2 separate regions of the Pogona vitticeps genome follow, and region 1 is linked to region 2. The links are chromatin contacts, called in public Hi-C maps. All regions are on one chromosome and are shown on one strand. The core of a region is the stretch at or near the end of the contact, and the rest is flanking DNA. Distances in the headings are between cores, read along the strand shown. Region 1 holds the start of KIF13B (kinesin family member 13B). Region 2 holds the start of INTS9 (integrator complex subunit 9).

Region 1 (4,817 bases), core at 2,294-4,793, 360 kb before region 2:
TTGGCCAGCAGCAAGATACAGTGGGGTCTCTACTTAAGAACGTCCCCACTTAAGAACAATCCAACTTAAGAACAGCTCCATTTGCTAAATTTTGCTTCTACTTGAGAACAGAAATCCAAGATAAGAACAGGAAAAAAAACCTTTCCTGCTCTTTTTTTAACCTTAGGTCATCTTAGGTTAAAAAAAAATTCTCCCCATAGTGGTAGAGTACGTATTAACCAGCTTTGGTTAATGTACGAATGCACCTCTACATAAAAAAACAGCCAGAACGGATTAATTGGTTTTCAGTCCATTCCTATGGGAAATTTTGCTTCAACTTAAGAACACTTCAACTTAAGAACACCATTCCAAAACGGATTAAGTTCTTAAGTAGAGGTCCCACTGTAGTTTCTATGGACGGAAAAGAGCAGATACGGATTAAATGGTTTTCAATGTATTCCTATGGGAAATGCAGATTCAACATAAGAACTTTTCAACTTGAGAACCACCTTCCAATACGGATTAAGTTCTTAAGTAGAGACCCCACTGTATTGTTGCCAGGTGTCTCTGTTGCAAGCCAAAGAGGATGCCTCCGTCTTGAATAGGCAGTTAAGAGGCGTTAACTTTACAAAAGACTGCTCCCCATTTGTTTAAACACACCGATCCTTTTGCCAACCTTTTGACACTTTCAAAAGTGGGTTGCGGCCTTCAAAGAGCAGGAGACAGCCGTGATGAGCTCTTGCACTTCTAGAGATTAATACACCACTGCATCATAACTGATAACAATTTGCTGTCTTTTAGTTACGTACACGAAAAAATGTGCCAGTCTTGGCTGCCTCCCGCTGCCTAAGGGTAGGTTCTCCCTCCCTTCCCATGTCTTTGTTCTTTTGTTATGTTTACTGTTCTGTTGATTGTTTTTAATTGTCTGTAAACAAATTCTCTTTGCAAAAAGCTGGCTAGGGCATCACAGATGTAAAGAAAGCATCCACGCCTCTTATTCCCAGGTGTGTGATGCAGGGCCCTTGACTCTGATAAGTGGTTCAGTTTAAAATAAACCAGCCTTACATGAAGCCAGATTTCAACTCAGCTGTCTGTGCCAGCTCTCCGCCCCTCTGTTTGGTACATTTCCTCCTTTATATTTGCACCTTAGGCTGCCCAAAGACCGTGATTTCCAGGGGTGCAGTTAGACAGGGGCATCGCTGTGGTTTAAGGCGGACTTCCATGCTCTGCTAAGCCATTGCCATGCATCAACATGCATTACACCCGGAACTCTGCTATCTGAGAACCTTTCTGTTGCTGCTGTTCAAAGAGTGCGTTTTTAGCCCGCAAGTAAACACTGTGAGCAGCGTCTGGTGAAATCGGAGAAGCCCAACCGGGTGGGGCCCGTGACTGGTGTCAATGTGGATGCCAAAGGGTGTGGCTGGGGCTGGGCGGGCATGATCCCTGAGCAGGAGAGTATCTGGTGGGCGGGAGGAGTTTCAGCAACCTGACTCACCAAAGGAGATGGGAGGGTGGAAAAGAAGCAAAACTGCTGATGCCACAGAGCTCTTGCACATTCCTGGATCCAGCGGTGGAGAAGATCTAGGGCTTGCAGGCGTGACGTCCTGGCGCTTTGCAGGGGTAATGCATTAACCAGCTTAGCATCCATCTACTGAGTCCTGGGCAGGAATAAGGTTGGACTTTTTACCAGTAAACAAGCACATTTTCCTTATTATGATGCAACCTGTTTTGGTGACTTGATCTTGAAAGGGCAATTAAACCTCATTAGCTCCAAAAGACTCACAACAGGTTGATGGTGTGCTGTCCCTTACTGGAATCCAGCATGAGTTGGGGAGGACTCAGTCCTAAACAGGCCATCAAGATCCATCAGCTTCACAAAAGACATGCTTTTTTGGAGAGGTGGGAACTGCTTGAACTGTTGATGTGGATCCTGACTAGCCCTTTGGATTTTTCCATTTTTACCACTTTTCCACTGAAACCATTTTATGTAGAATCCAATCATCCATCCAGCTAGCCCTGTGTTTTTTTTTTTTAAATGCTTGGTATTGACAGCTGTTCTTCAGGGGCTTAAGCTTGGTTCTTTCCTGACTCGGGCCCTGATTTCCATAAGCAGAGACACCAAAGCATGGACATGAAGGAAATCTCTCGCATACAAAGTGTTTTGTGCCCCACCACAGAGGGACAGCTCTTCTCCTCAACAATAGGAAACTACAGGAGGTTGGGAATAATGGCAGGAAAAGTTGAAGGCGGTAGGAAAAGAGGAAAGCCAAATAAACATGAGATGGACTGACTCCATCAAGGAAGCCACAGAACTAAGGAGGGCAGTTGAGGACGGGGCATTTTGGAGGTGACTCCTTCACGGGGTTTCCATACGTTGGAGGCGACTTGACGACATGCAACGACACCACCACCATGATGCAGTCTTGAGCCGGCATGGATGCCCGGGGCCCTCCAGAGGTCTTTGGAAGGCAACTGGGATCCTTTCTCGCCACGCTGGCTGGGGATAATGGATGCTGTGGTTCATACACACCCAGAGTCCATCATTCTTCACCCTGCAACCTAGGCAGGCGGCTGCTCTTTTTATTTGGACCGTGGATCTGCGTCTTCAGCGGTCCTTTGGGGGCCAAGAGGTGTGTATCAGGTAAAAAGCCTCTGCTAGCATTGAAAAAAAGGAGGCTGCAGGGAAAGAGGCCTGACCTCTCCCTGGCAAAGTTATTTATTTATTTATTTATTTATTTATTTATTTATTTATTTAACTTATATGCCGCCCACTCTACCCAAAGGTCTCTGGGCTGCTTACAACAATTAAAATTTAATTAAAATACAATAAAATATAAAATGATTAAAATACAATTAAAATTGCCATCAGGACCCACAGTTGAACGTTATTTCAATTAAAAGCCTTCTTTAATGTTAAAGGTGTAGCAGCAGCTGGGCCCCTCTGGAAGGTGGGGGGTGTCCCCAGATGTTCCAGGACTACAACTCCCAGAAGCCTTCACCCCTAGGTGGGTCGGCTAGGATTCCTGGGAGTTGTAGTCCGAGAACATTCGGGCACCCGAGGTTGTGAACCACTGGCTCTCGAGACAGCCGGGGGGGGGCTGAGGTCACTCTGAGGGGGATCAATCAATCAATCAATCAATCAATCAATCAGTCTGTCAGTCTGTCTGTATATATGTATATTCTCGAGGTCTTGGGAAGGACGCGTTAGGGCGGCGGGCGACTCGAGCACCCATCATCCCCAGCCCGCATGGGCCCTGTAGTTCCCCAAGCCCTCAGGTTGGAGGAAAGCGCCTCGACTTTGTTGGCCGCCTCCTCCTCCTCCTCCTCCTCCTCCTCTCCCCCTTCTTCGGACTACGCTTCCCAGGAGACTTAGCGCGGAGCCGCCGCCTGACGGGAAAGAGCGGACTCCATTTCCCGTCAGGCGCCGGGGAAGAAGGGCGACGGCAGGCGAGGAGGGCCGAAAAGAGGCGAGGGAAGGGGCGTGGGGCGTCGGCGTGCGCAGGGCAGGCCGGGAGTCGTAGTCCTGGTGGGCGGGTCCCTGAGGGCCCGCCCCTCCCTCCCTCCCGCCCCCTGGCTGGTCCCTCCCGTGCTCGGCTCGCCTTTGCCCCGAAGAAGACGGAAGGCTGAGGCGGGCGGGCGAGAGAGAGAGAGAGATGGGGGGCTCCAAAGTGAAGGTGGCGGTGCGGGTCCGGCCCCTCAACCGGAGGGGTGAGTCGAGGGGACGGAGGGGGGGCTGGCTGGCAGTGGGGGGGGGGGAAGGAGGAGGAGGAGGAGAAGTCCCCCCCCGAAGGGGAAGAGTGCTGGGGGGGGAGAGGAAGGGGGACCCCCCCAGTACTGGGGAGGGGGAGGTAGAAGGATCCCCTTTCCTCTCTCTCAACCCCCCCCAAAATGGGGGGGGGGTACCAAAGCACCCGAGAGGGGAGGGGCAGGGAAGGGAGAACTCCCCTCCCCATCAGGAAAGAGGATAAGGGGGGGTTGGGAAGGGGAGGGTGTCCCATTTAAAGGAGGGGAGGGTGTCCTAAGGAAATGGGGAGGGGGCGACCCCCACCCTTTCTGAAAAGGGGGGGGTGGGGAGAGAGAGAGCCAGGCAGCCTCTGTCCCAAAGCAGGAGGGGGAGGGGGAGGGGAGGGGAGAAGAGAGAAGGAAGAGCCCCCCCCAATGGGAAGATGGCACTGAGATTGGGCTGGAAGGATTTGGAGGGGGGGGACGAATAAAGGGAAAAAAAACCTTTTTATGGGAGGGAAGAAGAATTGCCCCCCTTGCAAGAGAGGGGGTGAGGAGGGGGTCCCCAAAAGAGGAGCGTGGAAAAACCCCTGGGTGCCCCCTCTCTTAACACTAAGGGGGGACCCCTGTATTGCAAAAAATAATAATGCAATGAGATGACCCTACCAACCCCCCCCCCATAAAAAAGACCCAAGGAGAAAGAAGGGGGATTGGCTGCTTAAAATGTGGGGATGGGGGAGACGAGGAAGACCCTTAAAACAGTTAACACGCCCACCCCACCAATTTTGGCAGGGTCAAGGAGAGGAGGAAGAAATGGTTGCTTTGTTTGGGGGGGGGGTGATGCAGAAACCCCCCCACCACACACATTGCAGTGTATGTGGGGAGGGAGGGATAGAGTGAAAGTCACCTCCAAAAAGCTTCATTACAGACCCTCTCGTCCAGAGGGAAGGGAACTGAGAACCCCCTCCCTCAAGCAAAGCCTTCCTCCCCCACCAAAAAAATCCATGTGAGTAAAAGGGAGGGCTTGGAGGGAGCGGGTCGGAGGCATTGACCCCTAGGGTCTCCCAAGGGCAGAAACAGGTGGACAGAGGGGGGGGGTTCCTTTAACTGGTCGG
Region 2 (5,129 bases), core at 674-3,173:
CTCCTTTAAAATACATTCCGATTTGAAGCGCCCTGGAGGAAGCGAGCAACCGCCCTGCAAGGCTATCGGGAATAAAATCCATCCTCTGCCCTTCCCCTAATATTCCAGACAAGCTAATTTCTTTTGCACCTTGTAATAGGGTCTAGCAAACCCCAGCAGGAAAGTAGCAAACACAAGGGCTGCCCCCCTCCCATCCCTGGATCATCCCCACACACCAATGCTGCAAAGCCCAAATGTCTTGCCCACGTTGTTCTCACAAAACTTGGGAGAGACCTGCAGCTCTGCCATGTCCCTGGTTGACTTTTCTTACGCCCCGAGGGATCAGCACCTTGACCGAGAAAGAGAAAGAAGAACATACTTGTTCGGAATCAGTTGTTTCAGCCTCCAGGTCTGGCTTGATTTCATGTAACGCGCAAGCTGGTTTCTCATCTAGTAACCTGGGTGCTGTTGTTTTTTTCCAGACGCCTAGAAAAATCCCAAACTCAAAAGCAGACAATATGACACCCTCTTCTCTCTTCTTCCCTGCACCCTGGCTTAGTGTAATTAACCCCCGAAAAGGCACGACGGTCAGCCTCTGTTTCCAATCAACCATCTCGCAGATCTGAATCATCCTAACTTGTCAGCCCCATGATGTCCAAAGTGAGGCAAGGTGGGGGACCGTATTTTCTTTTTTTGCCTCTGCACCAGCTCAAGGGAGTTCACCGGCAAATAACCTGTGATCAGAGTGATCTTGACTGGACATTCAAAGAAGCCTCTCCTCTCCACCTCTTTTGCTCGACACCATCCCCTTTCAAGGGGACCCTCCTATCCCGAGCTTTTGAACTTCCCTGTTACATATATATATATAAAAAAGGAAACCAAAACCATTTTTTAAAAAAAATCGAATTCATCAACCTTTTTTTTTTTTTTTTTTTTTTGCCTGTTCAGCACAGAAAAGGGGTGGGTGGGATTTTGATCTTTTCCCCTTTCCCCAGCCCACAAACTCTAAAATCTTCTCACACAAACACACACCACAAAGTCACTTGAGAAGCTTGGAGGGAAGGGTCGCTTCCTTCCCACCCAACCCTTCTTGACACCCCCCCAAAAAAGAAGGAAAAAAAAAAGACAGAGAAGAAAAAGAAAACCAGAAAAAAAGGGGGGGGGGAATTCTGAATTTCTCCAACCAGACAGACTCTCCCCCCCAAAAAAATTAAAACAAAAGGCAGAAGGGGGGGAGAGAGAGAAGCCACGACACCCCCCCCCCTTTTGGGTCGCCTTTTGGCAAGATCGCTCCACGTTTCCGGGATCCTGCCCTTCCCTCCTCAAAGGACACTCACCTTTGGGTCCGGATCCCTTCCTCTCCGCTTGACCATGGAGCAGGAGAAGTGGCGGGTAGCTCCCCCAAAAAGGTGGAAAAAAATAAAGGGAATTCCCCCCCTTTTTTTTTTTCCCCTCTCCTCTTAAAAAAAATAAATTAAGAAAAAAGAGAGAGAGGAGCCTGCTAAATAAAAGGAAAGGATGCTGCCCGGGGTTCCTCACGGATCAAGCCCCCAGCCCCTGCTCTCCGAGGCTGCCCCCCCCCAAGAAAAATTTTAAAAGGGGGGGGGAAAGGCGCCTCCCCCCTCCTTCCTGCTCCCCTTTGGGCTCAATCAGACCAGACTGACTGTCTTTGTCTGTCTGACAAGCGCCATGTTGATATCAACATCCAAGCTCCCACCTGCCGCCGCGGGGAAGCCCTGGGACTTGTAGTTCTCCCTCCCCTAAGGTGGCTGGGGAGAGGCGGCAGAGGGGAACTACGACTCCCAGCAGGCCGCGCTCGAGCGGCCGAGCCAATGGAATGGCGGCAGATGAGGGGAGGGAGGGAGGGAGAGAAGAGGAGGAGGGGGGAGAAGACTACGCTTCCCAGCGGGCTTTGCGGGACGGAAAGGCCGGGCGATGACTTCATTCGTGGGGTTAGGAAGAGGAGAGGGGACTCATAAAAAGCGGGCGGAGCCGCGGACTACATTTCCCAGGAGGCCTTTGGGAGCGGGCCGGGCCAGGAAAGCGTCAGGAGGATGGTCTGGGCGAAATAGAGTCGGGCGAAAGCATGAAGCTGGTGAGTGTGTTGGTCCTGGGGGGGGGGGAAGGGTTGGGATAGACTTGGTAGGGGAAGGATATGAGGGGGACACCCCATTTCACCCCACTTGCCACTTAGGGGGAGGTGGGCTGTAGCTCTTTGACCCAATTTGGGTGAGGAATTTGCATTTGAGCAAGATTAATTAATTCCTTAAATGGCATTCTTTCTCCTCCTCCTCCTCCTTTCCCGCCCCTTTCTTCTCCATCCCTCAGGGGTCAAGGGATCAAAAGCCCTGTTTCGTCCCCCCAATATTCTCCACACACACACACCCATTTAAACAGAAACCACATTTTAATCCAGCCATGAACAGGTATCGATCCATCATGCCAAGGAAGAGTTTCATGGATTGTTAAAAGTTTCAGCTCCTCATGGATTTTGATGGCTCCGGAGTGTTTTTGTTTTTTGGGCTTGAAAGCCAAGGAAAGGGTGGAAGGCTGTGTTTTTTGAGCATGCACAGAGTGCTTTAGGGGTCTCCCTGCAAAACCACATCTTGTTTTTTGTGTACCTGTATCTTTGGCCCAGAAACCCACTCACCTTTTTTTTTTTGTTAAGAAAAAGCTGTTGTCTTGGAAAAGGGCTCATCTTCCGTGTTATGTCCTATTCTTACTACCTAACGTTTCTTTTTTTAAAAAAACCTCATTGGTTTCAAATGTCACCCCATAGAGGAGAGCTTTTTTTTTGAATATCCGTGATGGCCAGAATGACAAAAGAAGTAGGTCCCAGAGCGAATAAAACTCTAAAATGATCTCTGGAGGCCAAAATGTTGAAACCGAGGCTGTCCTACTTTGGACATGTCCCGAGAAGGCAGGATTCTTTTGGAAAAGACCCTCATGCTGGGAAAGGTGGAAAGGCAGCAGGAAAAGAGGAAGACCCAATAATGCAAGATGGACGGACTCCCTAAAGGAAGGCACAAGGCTTGAGTTTACAAGAACAGGGCAGTTGAGGGCAGGACATTTTGGAGATCGCTCGTTAATGGGGTCGACATAATTTGAAGGCGATGTGACGGCACATCAGAACATTTTTCTGATGAGGCAAACAGCTGTTAGGTCCTGCGTGGAGGTAGCAAGGTAGTCTCTGCTCACACCCCCCCCCCAAAAAAGCCATAATAATTTTTCAGGTGTCAGCACAGGGTTCTCTGTTGTTGTCCCTGTTGTGTTTTATCTGCATTGTTAAGTCTCAGGGTGGTTTTGGCTCGGCTTTTCGTTCCAAAGATCTAAACCGGGCTGGGCCATCTTCTCATTCTTAAAGCTTGTAGCAAAGGGAAGAGAAGCTGCCTGTGAGCGAACTTGTCTTTCACACGGAGAGATTCAAAGAGAGAATGGGTGCCACAGGAAGGTCAATCTTCATGTTCTTCCCAAGCCTTCCGGAAAAACGGAGCGGCCAGCTTTTGAGGAGCAGCCTCGGCAGCACCTGTCGGCAGAGCAAAATTTTGTGGCAGTTGCTTGAACACCCTGATGGGCCATTCTGAAGGCTTGCTTGTGATTGCTTACAGCGCGTTCAAACAACAATGCGATGTCAAAATTTCATCCACTCACAACCCAGCCGGACCTCTCTGTGACAGACAGGAGTGATGACATGGGTCAGTGAAGTGTGAGCAGCCACCCGTATACATCCACCCCTTTCCTTTTTCCTTTAGAGGTGGTTACAGATGTCCAGAGGGCATGAAAAGCAAATAAGCTTCAATGGAGTCCTAACAAGCAACAGGGGACCTGGTGGCGCTGTGGGTTAAACCGCAGAAGCCTCTGTGCTGCAGGGTCAGAAGACCAGCCGTCGTAAGATAGAATCCACGTGACGGAGGGAGCTTCCGTCGCTTGTCCCAGCTCCTGCCAACCTAGCCGGTCGAAAGCATATAAATGCATGTCGATAAACAGGCACCACCTCTGTGGGAAGGTCACGGTGTTCCGTGTGTAGTCGTGCTGGCCACGTGACCACGGAAACTATCTTCGGACAAACGCTGGCTCTATGGCTTGGAGTTGGGGATGAGCACCGCGCTCTAGAATCGGACACAACTGGACTAAATGTCAAGGGAAACCTTTACCTAGCAAGCATTATTTGCTGTCTGAATAAAGAGGGGGAGACACAGAGAAAGAGAGCAAAAGAAAAAGTTGTTAGTCCAGAGGGCCATACATTGGAAGCAGGAGACCCTCTCACCTTTGTATACTGATTTTTCCATACTGATTTTTATAAAATTGACATGCTCACCTTTACAGCAGGCACGAAGAACTTTGTGCCTCAAAGTGTTTTGGACATTTAACTCCTCAAATGCCCACCCAAATGGCAAGAGCTGCAGTTATAGCTAGTTATGATGATGATGATCAGGAGAGTCAAAAATTCCCTGACCTTACACTGCAGGTTCTACAGACCATTTGAACTTCAAACTAGCCCCGATCTAAGCGTGTAAAGTCGTTCTTTGTGTTAACTCTCAGCCTGTTTGTATCTTGGAAATTCTCTTGCATGTACACAAACGGGTTTTGCTCTCCCACACTTAGTGATTACGATTTAATAGGGTGGCAGAGTGGAAATCCTCGAGAGCCATCTGGTAAGTGCTAAGAGAACTCAGGCTTGGCATTGCGCTTCCTAATTTCCGTCTCGAATGGCGGGTAATTCTTTACCACTTAGTGTCAGCGCAGGATCTATCTGTGCGTTGATAGCTCTTAAGTGGCAGCATGAATATGCCCCTTCCTTCAGGAGGTGCCAAAGCATCCGACTGTAGAAAGGGTAGAAGCAAATTCTTACTCTTTCTTTCCTGGCTCCGTCCACCAAGCGAGGGTCTGGGTGGCAGAGGTCAAGATGGTGCATCTCGGCCTCAACAGTTATCGTTGATGGGAGCTGGCGAGCCCACTCTGCTCAGGATGATTCTTTCTCTTTTAAATATCTGCAGAACATCTCGAATCAGGGCTGTCACTAGGGTGAAACAACTGGAAATTCCATCCAGGTGGCCAAAATCGAAGACCAGTCCACGGATAAATGTTAGGGAAATAAATAATTCTACCTCCTGGCCCAATTCACTTTCCTTTCCCGGCTAGTTAAGATC

The links. A called contact is a pair of places that touch in the nucleus more often than the background predicts.
Region 1: a Hi-C map of blood shows a contact between it and region 2, with 6 times the contacts expected there. The contact joins the promoter of KIF13B here to the promoter of INTS9 in region 2. A contact is called at or near these places in 2 of 2 Hi-C or Micro-C datasets (blood and muscle).

The regions. Positions count from the first base shown.
Region 1 is chr1:4,958,196-4,963,012 of PviZW2.1, reverse strand. KIF13B (kinesin family member 13B) reads left to right here and starts at 3,543. Exons shown (of 40, transcript XM_078381692.1): 1 at 3,543-3,687. The coding sequence starts at 3,633.
Region 2 is chr1:4,599,563-4,604,691 of PviZW2.1, reverse strand. It overlaps INTS9 (integrator complex subunit 9), which reads left to right and starts at 1,923. Exons shown (of 17, transcript XM_072986470.2): 1 at 1,923-2,074. The coding sequence starts at 2,066. It overlaps HMBOX1 (homeobox containing 1), which reads right to left and starts at 1,716. Exons shown (of 10, transcript XM_072986550.2): 1 at 1,317-1,716.